Regions from separate parts of the Mus musculus genome. Here region 1 is linked to region 2. The links are chromatin contacts, called in public HiChIP or PLAC-seq maps. All regions are on one chromosome and are shown on one strand. The core of a region is the stretch at or near the end of the contact, and the rest is flanking DNA. Distances in the headings are between cores, read along the strand shown.

Region 1 (4,526 bases), core at 1,481-3,980, 390 kb after region 2:
CCCCTGATAGTGGTGCCCATTGACAATCCCAGCACCCTGGAGTCTGGGGCAGGCAAATTACTGTTCAGGGAAAGAAAAAGAAAAAAAAAGGCTTTAGAAATACTTCCTGCATGAGAGTATGAAGTCTGATCAGGGTGAGTGGTTTTCTCCAGTGAAGAGGCCTTTAGTGTAACCCTAACTGAAATATGGACAGACTTTCTCTTGAAGCCAAACAAGTGGATTTTCAAGTTCCACAGCAATGAAATGCCTGGGAGGAGACATCAGCCTGCTGCAGCCTTCCACACATTAAGCATTGAGACACATGATGCAAGGCTGGGCCTAGCTGAGTGACAAGAGACATACCTCCATGTGCCAGCAGACACACATGCACACAAGCATCCATGCACACACAGCACACACGCACATGCGCGCGTGCACACACTGGAGATAGAAGACACTAATAAAAAATAGCCAGAGCAGAACTTGTTTCCAGCTCCGAGGCAGAGTTCTTCTCCAGTCTGGGCAGCACAGTGGGGCACTCTCTTAAAGAGTAGTTCATTGGCAGAGGCTTGCCAGCCATTTCAAAGGCCCTGGGTTACCCTCAGCACCAAAAGCAATCATAAGGATCAAACTGGAAGGGTTCCTGATGCCTCCCAACGCAGGCCAGTCGTCTCTTAAACAGCTCTTCCCCTTGTTCATCTGAGGAGACACATCTCTGAAGCTCACAGGTCCCAGCCAGGGGAAGACCCCCTCATCCAGAAGCAACTGTCTCTAAAGCTCAGTTTCCAGACAGCCCTCATCTCCCTTCTTGGAGTGCAGCTATAGGTGCCCCTGAATGTCTTTTCCAGGAATTAGCATTGTCCCGCCTCCCTGTTGTCTGTCCCAGGAATGCAAGTGGCCAGATATATCAGAGAACCGACCGCCTCCCTGGAAGAAAGGGGCTCCCGTGGCAGCCTGGTTGCCTCTGGCCTCCCTCAGATGGAAACAACCTGTGCAGGCGGCAGCTGGAACACCAACCTCCCCACAGCTGACTCCAGTCCGCCCACTGCCTGGTTAGTTGCCTTCCACCTACCCAGCTGCCAGGGGCAGGTGCACCGTGCCTTTAAACACACTTTTGCCCCTTTCCTTCCAATAGCCCTAAGCAGCTTGCTTTTTTATTGTATCTGAAGATCTTTTCAGAGTATGTGTGGGCTGGTAGATCTTTGGGGTCATCCACAGCGTGACCATGCTCATCTTGTCTCAGGGTCTCATGTGTGTCATCGTCCATATTAGATGTGGTGCTGCAATGTGTGTCCCTATCCTTGTGGGAGCCATGGTTGGACAATTATCTAGAAGGGAAATAGCTGGGTCAAAGGTGTAGGTAGTTTGAAGTGTTACCAAACTGTTCTAAAAAAAATCCGGCCCTGTGCCAGCAGCTGCCTGCCGGCAAGCAGCTCTCTGCTCCAGTGCCCAGACCTTTCCCCAGTCTGATAAATGACAATGATACTTCATTGTTGGTCTTAATTTACAGGTTGGTTTTTTTGGGAGGAGGATGGGGTTTTTGTTTTGTTTTGCTTTGCTTTGCTTTTTGAAACAGGGTTTCCTGTAGCTCTGTCTCGTTTCAAACTCTATGTAGCTTAAAATGACTTTGAGCTTTTGATCCTCCTGCCTCAGCACCTTAATTCTCAGTCACTAGTTTTGTTGCTGTTGTTCACCTGGCTGCTTTGTTGATGTTTGTTTTTGTGTGGCAGGGTGTGACTGAATAGCACCGACCTTCCTGGAACCACGCTTTGTGTAGTCTAGGCTGGAATTGACTAAAATCCCCCTGCCTCTGCCTGCAGAGTGCTGAGATTAAAAAGTGTGTGCCACCACACCTAGCCCATTAACCTGCAGTTTTGAAGCTGTAGACAGTTCCTGGTTGGCTTTAATGTGAACTTGTGACCTTTTCACAGAGGACAATTGAAACTGAGGACTTAGGGTAACAGGCTCACTGGGGAGGATAAAGGAGTACTAGGAAAGGGACAGGTCCTGGGAGACCAGAGGCAGGGCAGAAGGTCCATGCCCACAGGGATCAGGGATGGGGTTCTAGGTGGGACTGTCCTGAGCAGCCAGTATCTGGAAGGTACCCTTCAGTGCTAGGTCAGCTCTTGGTTTGAAGTATACAAGATGAAGTCCCAGGTACAGTGATCCCATTTTCAAGTAGAAACCAGGCCAGATCATGGCCAGCTGGGTGAAAAAAGGGTTTAGGAGGAGGGCTAAAGTTGTCCATGGGACAAAGGGTCATGGGCGTGGAAACTCCTAAGGAATGTGGCTACTGGTTGGAACTAGCCCAGCCCCTCCCTGCTCAGTACTAGGCTCCAAACTTTTGTCAACTTCTTGCACCAAACTGAAGGCTACACAGTACAGTGCAATGTTTGAGTTAGGTTTTTTGTTTGGTTGGTTTTTTAGTGTTGTGGGCTGTTTTTAGTGCATCCTTATGGCACAAGACTCTAATTCCAGCTCGTGGTAGGCAGAGAAAAGAGGAGCATCATGAATTACAGACCAGCCTGGGTCATTTCTTAAGTCCTGCTTACATAGCCCACCCGCTGTGGAGATTCTGACTGTAACAGTGACCACACTGTGTACTACCAGGCTTCTCTAATCTGGAGATCCAGAGGAAAAAGGAAAAAGAACAGCTCACCCTTGTCTGATGGCCTGACAGTAGAGCCTCCCTGTCCTAGACTCAGCTTGAATGGCCAGCCCTTTACCTCAGGCCTCACCAGGAGAACACTCGTACAGGGGAGGGGTGGGAGGACAGGCAGGAAGTGGCTAATGGGCTAGGCCTGGACACACCTACTCTGGCTCCTCCCTGGCTCTGTAGATCTAATGAGCTTCTGTTTCTAGGGAAGCTAGAAAATGATTTTTTTTTTCTTCAAAATGTTCACTTTGAGAACAAAAACCAAACTGTTTGTTGATTGAAACAGGGTTTCCCTGTGTAACCCTGACTATCTGTCCTGGAACTCACTCTGTAGACCAGGCTGGCCTGGAACTCAAATCCACTTACCTCTGCCTTCCTAGTGCTGGGATCAAAGGCATGCACTGCCACTCCCTGGCTACAAAACAATTCTTGTAAGGACTGGAGGACATACCTTTGTGGGTAAAAGTGCTTGCAGCTCAAGGCTAAGGACTGGAGTTCAGATCCCAGCACCCACATAGGCCGAGTGTGGCAACATGCACCTGTCATGGTGGATTTGGGGGATGCTGGCAAGTTTAGCTGAGACAGCATGTTCCAGATTCTGTGAGAGACCTTAACATTAGGAAACAGCCCGCTATGATGGTGCATGCCTTCAATCTCAGCACTAGGGATGCAGGGTGGGTAGAGCTGTCTATGGTTCAAGGCCAGACACAATAGAGTAACCATGTATCAAAAGATGAAGGTGCTGTAATCCCAGCACTCGGGACACAGGTAGATTTCTGAAGCAGAAACTTGTCAATTGGATGGTGTTTTGTTGGGACACACATGAAGGAACGTTTAGCTGAAGTGGACACAGGTGAAAGACTAAGGAATGTTTGGCTGAAGCAGGCATAGATAAAAAGGTGTTTTGTTAAAGCAAGCACATGAAAGGACGTGTGGTGAAAGATTTTTTTTATTAAGGACACACATGTATTGGTCTGTCTTATATTGTGTAGTTGAGCTGTATTTATCGGGACTCAATAGAAAGAAATACAGCAAAAAACAAAAACAAAAAAACTTCTGGTGGTGTGCCACAGTTTCTTGTCCCTTGAGTGGACTTGGGGTGATTGACAGAGTGATGTCAGCTGTGACAGACCCACATGCTGAGACAAGACCTGTAGAAGACACATGTTTAGACAGTATAAATAGGACTCAACGGACAATGACCAAGGCTGAGCTTGGCTTGCTTATAGAACTAGCTGTGTACTGCCTGTGGGTCTCATGTCTTCGTTGGTCTTCGCTTCCCTGAGAGAGTCACAGCCTAACCCTGAGAACTCCTCCTGGTATTCCTCCAGGTCCCTCCTGCTGACTTGAGCTAAGGCTGATGCCTGTCTGTTCCTATTAGGCCGTGACACTGCTGCTACTACCCTGATATTTCTGTTTGTAACTGGTGTTTCTCAATGGATGGAGCTGCCTCTGCTAACCTATAAAGTGAACTGCCAATTTCCAGACAACACAGACAGGACTTAATCCAGAGAATCATTTCTAAACAGGTCCACTTTCCCTGTATCCTTTCTTTTCCACTACCTCTGGTGGATGGTGGGCTAAAGGGAGGTTAAAACATTTTAAAACCATCATTAAAAATCGTGTTTTAAAGCCGGGCGTGGTGGCACACGCCTTTAATCCGAGCACTTGGGAGGCAGAGGCAGGTGGATTTCTGAGAGTTCAAGTCTACAAAGTGAGTTCCAGGACAGCCAGAGCTATACAGAGAAACCCTGTCTCGGAAAAAAAAAAAAAAAGAAAGAAAAGAAAAGAAATTAAAGTTACAGATTTCTCCCAGTTTGAGTACTGTAATCCAAGCACTCGGGAGGCAGAGGCAGGAGGGTCCCAGAGCAGATCATCCTGCTCTACAGAG
Region 2 (4,767 bases), core at 695-3,194:
GCCCTCCCTCAGTTTTTGTGTTGAGATAAGGTCTCATTATACAGCCTAGGTTGACCTTGAGCTGGACCTCCAAAGGTGTACCAGCATTCCTGACTAGTCCTAATATTTTCTAAGACAACTGTGACTGTAACCTTCTCTGTGAATCCATAGTGTGGCATGACACATGCAGTAGCCTCTTCAGAGCATGAAGTGAGACAGGTATGAAGCTCAGCTCCAAATGTGATACAATATGTGATACAATGTGATACAGTATGTACAAACAAGCATCACAACTAGCTGAAACAAGAACTGAACTAAACAAGCAGCTTAGTTAACTTAAACAGCAAGCTTAAAGAATCATGGAACTTGACCCTCAAGTCTGCATGCATTACAGAATGTGAGTTCCTTCCATTTTATAGAATAAGGTTTCAACACTGTACCACAATATTCCTATTTCTCAAGCAGTTCCTGGCCTGGTATGTTTGAGAAGACTCAAGACTGTCCTATACATGGCTCTTCCCACTTTTACTTCAGTCTTTCTTAGAGCAGTGAAGTGCAAGGTAGTATAAGACTGGACAGAAGAAACAACAGTAGCCACTCCACTCACACTCACGTTAGGCTGACACAAACCCGATCCACTCACGCTCACGTTAGGCTGACACAAACCCGAAGCATCTACTTGCCTCTTCACTCTCCTTGGCTGGGCTGGCCCCATCGCTTGGCTGGGCCCCATCACTGGACACATTCTCCTGGTCATCAGTTTTTGATTTTTTACTACATTCCTTTAAAAAAAAAAAAAAGGATGGGGGATGTTAGAAAGGAAAATTATTTTTCTTTTCTCTATTTTTATTTATCTATTTTTTTCCTTTTTAGATCAAGTCTTTCTACATAGTCCTGGCTGTCCTGGAACTCACCATGTAGACCAGGCTGACCTCAAATTCACAGAAAGTCTGCCTCTGCCTCCTGAGTGCTCAGATTAAGATGTGTGCTACCATATTTTTTTTTAATGAGATAGGGTCTTGATAAATTGCACTGTCTAACTTTGAGCTCCTGCCTCAGTCTCTCAAGCACTGGGATCATTGGTGTGTACCACCGAGCTCAGTCAAGAATAATTTAGTGTGATGCCAAAAACCAAAACATATCCTGAGCAGTCGATCTTACTTCTAAGAAACCCTTTCTACAAAATAAAATCATCCATACTTATAGAAGGGTACACATAAACACTCACACCCTCCATTTGTATTGTTTGTAGTAGTAATGAAGAACAGGAAGTGATCTAACGGTAATATATATAAGAACATTTAGATGTGGCTATTACACAAGATTACAGGCGATTCTCTGAAAAAAAAAAAAAACAACGTATGGAGTATTTGGATATGATACAATTCCTGTAAAAAAACAAAAAACCAAACGAGATTCCTGCACATGCATCACGTGTGAAGGCAAGTGAGGCAGCTGTCAGTCACTTCAGCCACCTAGTGGAGCAGGACAGGAGGGCCTGCCTGCCCTTTATTCCTTCTCCACTTCGTTGTATTGAAGTTTGTTGTTGTTTAAGTAGAAGAGCCGCTCAAAGCATCATTTCTAATTACTTTATTAATCGTTCACTTCCACAACAGGGTGCCGGGACTGAGATCAATCCCCGGCCCCAGAACAGTAGCTTCCACGGACAGTCCCGGCGGTGCACTCGCCTGCAGTGGACAACAGCCAGCTCGCCGCCCAGTCCTCTGCAGACAGGTGATGGCTGTCAGAGGCCGACATAACAGAGCAAGGTGCACCCGGCTGAGCCCGACCCTCACCACCGATTCCAGCCTTGGCTTTCGCCCCTAGCCCCGCCGGACGACGCACCCACCTTTCGTGTGCAGTGCTCACACTTCATCTGGAGTGGGACTGGCAGGAGGCCGACGCGCCTAAGCTGTGAGGAGTAAGGAAGACTGGAACACCGCCGCCTGCCGCCCGCTAGCGACCTGCGACCCTTTGTTGTCTTCTTGCACGGAGGCCCCGCCCCAAGGACTGTAGTAGACCAATGAGAGAGCCTAAGCAAGATGAGCCACACCCCTGAGCCAATGAAAAGAGTGCAAGGATGGTATGGCACGCTCACCCCGCCTCCGCCGCTTAAGCCAATGAGAGTGTGAGGAAGTGGCAGGTCCCTCCCAGGAGCCAATCAGAGAACGGGGGTGGAGCTTGTCCCTCGACTAGTAGTTGCCCGGCCGGGACATATCCTCCTGTCAGTTTTTGCCTGGTTAAGGACTAATGGGGAAAGTTGGCAAAGGCGGGCGTATGAGGCAGGAAGAGTGCGCTGACCGAGCGGACGAGGCCGAATCGCGGCGACCTCAGAGCGCCTTGCTCAGTGGCCGCGGCCTGGCCCGCTCAATCAAGTTAGCGTCGTAAGTTCTGCTCTACTGCGTCTCCTGGAGGGCGGAGCCGGCGCCGCCCTCTACCGCCGCCATGACCAGCCAGCGAAGCCTCACGTAGGCCGGTGCGGCACAAGTGCACATGCGCAGCAGGCTTGCTTTGCTTTATGGGCAATGCTGCTGAGTCTGGCGTGTAGATTCAAAGTAGGCTGACCTTGAATCTTGGCGAGTTAGCGCATGCCTTTAGTCCCAGAACCCAGGAGACAGAGCAAGGCAGATCTCTGAGTTCCAGGACGGCCAGTACTACACATGTACCTGTCTACAAACAAAATGACAGGTAGGATGAGCAGGCCTATTGGCAATTACCCAACACTCAGGAGGCTGAGGCAGGAAAATGATAAAATTAAAGCCAACACTGCCCTATACTGCTACACAGTGAGACCTGTCTCCAAGGCAGATTAAATGCATTATTCTTTTGTTGTGTTCCAATCCCCTGGGAAAGACCAAAGACAGACTCAATTCAAATTTAAATTAAATAAGTGCATTCTTACTCCTACCTGAAGGACAGCGGCTTTAGAGCCAAACAGCATGCTGGAAGAAGGCTAAAGGAAAGCTTTATAAAGTAGATATCATAGCTGCACACCACCTACAGAATAGGGCAAGTTACATAATATACAAAAGATGTACCTTATCTATGGAATCCACAGCTGGGCAAGAGAATCGTCCTGTGTAATAATGTACATATAACTCCCCTGGGACAGCTAAAGAAACTTACTATAGTACCAGGCATCCCTTAAAGGCCACTGACCTTTGACCTGGAATGTCAATAATAGAATGAGATTATAGGATAATGGTTTACCGAGGGAAGTGTCTCTAATAACTGAGAGCAGCCTGTTTCTGGACCAGCAGTAACAGTGCCCCCAAGTTACAGCTGGCTGTCACATCCCCAGCCCTAAATTCTCTGAATTAGCTTGTTAAATGGAGTTTGTTTTTCAGTGCCTTCTAAAAGCTGAGTTTAAACATATCATTAGAAATATAAGGGGGCTAGGGAGATGATGGCTAAGAGCACTGCCTTTCTTTCAGAGGATCAAAGTTGGTTCTTAGCACCTGTGACTGACTGGCTAGAAACTTCCCGGGCTCCAACTCGAGGGATCTAGCGCCTCTTCTGGCCACCGGAGGCAACAGACACACAGTGCATTTGCTCACATGCTGCCAAAACGCTCATAAAACAAAAAGAAATATGAATTTAGGGCCCAGTGAAACGGTTTAGTAGGTAAAGCAAGGTAAACCCCTGCAAGGTGTCCTCTCCTCCACTTGCTACTATGGATGTGCGCACACACAACATAAAGAAATAAAAATGTTAACATCATTGTGAGTTTACCTTACTTTCAGTTCACTAAAATTATTCTCAGTGATGTCGGGAGTACGGGCAGTCGCCCGAGGAGCTCCAGGTCCTATCACCAGAACCAAAACCTGTTCTGTCTCACAGCTATCTTCTGGTTCTCTTCCTCTCTCCTGTTTCATGCAATTTTCCCATGTACATGGAAAAAATATATATGTATATGTGTATGTGTGTGCATTTGTGTATATACTTGCACACATACAGATGTTGGTTCTCTCCTACCATCCTGGTTCCAAGGATCAAACTCAGAACCAACTCTAGGAGCTCAGCCATTTTGCTGATCCTCTTGATTACTAACTGCAAGGTTAGGCAAGACTAGAGAAGGGAAGACAGGAATCATAAGACTGTCTAGTTGTCTAGTTGGGGAGTTTCTTTTGTTTCTACATTCTTTGAGCTACACTCATATGAACTGTCAACACATTCTTTTTGTTCTGCACGCTTATATAGCTAAAACTGTTTTTATTCTCAAAATTCTGGTAGAAATAACTTGATATCAAGTACCCTTCACTACTGCGGAGAGCTGTGTAAAGATTACTCTTACACTTAAGAGTCTACAAATGTTCAATGACATATTATATCTGATTTGGTTATCCTGCTGGAAGCCAGTCAGACACTATGACCCACACCTTAATGCTTAGAAGCAGTAACCAAACATTAACGTCCACACCCAACTTGTGGAGTTTTATTAAGATGGAGTCTCTTGAGGCTGGAGGAATGGCTTAGCAGTTTAGAGCATTTGCCATTGCGGAGGACCTGGGTTGATTCCTGATTCTGTGTATTGGTTCCCAACATTTCCATTAACTCCTGTCTCCAGGGTATGTGACACCCTGCTTGGTTTTTGTTGTTCTTTTGGTTTTGGGGGATTTGTTTTGTTTTGGTTTGGTTTGGTTTTGAGACAGGGTTTCTGTGTGTAACCTGGCTGTCCTGGAACTCACTCTGTAGACCAGCCTGGCCTTGAAATCTGGGATCCACCTGACTCTGCCTCCCAGGTGCTGGGATTAAAGGCGTGCACCATGACTGGCTGGCAGCGACGCA

Evidence for each region. HiChIP or PLAC-seq counts read pairs in DNA pulled down with a chosen protein or histone mark.
Region 1: an H3K27ac HiChIP or PLAC-seq map of embryonic stem cells shows a contact between it and region 2, with 6 read pairs. The contact joins the enhancer-like site here to the promoter of Narf in region 2. A contact is called at or near these places in 6 of 115 datasets of contacts at active chromatin or transcription factors (bone marrow-derived macrophages, embryonic stem cells, extraembryonic endoderm stem cells and 1 more) and 2 of 9 other capture datasets (adipose tissue and liver).

The regions. Positions count from the first base shown.
Region 1 is chr11:120,849,060-120,853,585 of GRCm38.p6, reverse strand. The region is part of intron 18 of Ccdc57 (coiled-coil domain containing 57); the gene reads left to right. Among named protein-coding and RNA genes, the nearest start is that of Fasn, 27 kb to the right of the region's middle. Within about 2 kb of position 2,730, at least 126 of the 459 cell types and tissues checked have an H3K27ac peak or open chromatin away from gene starts, as enhancers often do. A contact at or near this core is called in adipose tissue, bone marrow-derived macrophages, embryonic stem cells and 3 more, where this site is marked.
Region 2 is chr11:121,234,413-121,239,179 of GRCm38.p6, reverse strand. Narf (nuclear prelamin A recognition factor) reads right to left here and starts at 1,944. Exons shown (of 11, transcript NM_026272.3): 1 at 1,829-1,944; 2 at 663-761. The coding sequence starts at 1,855.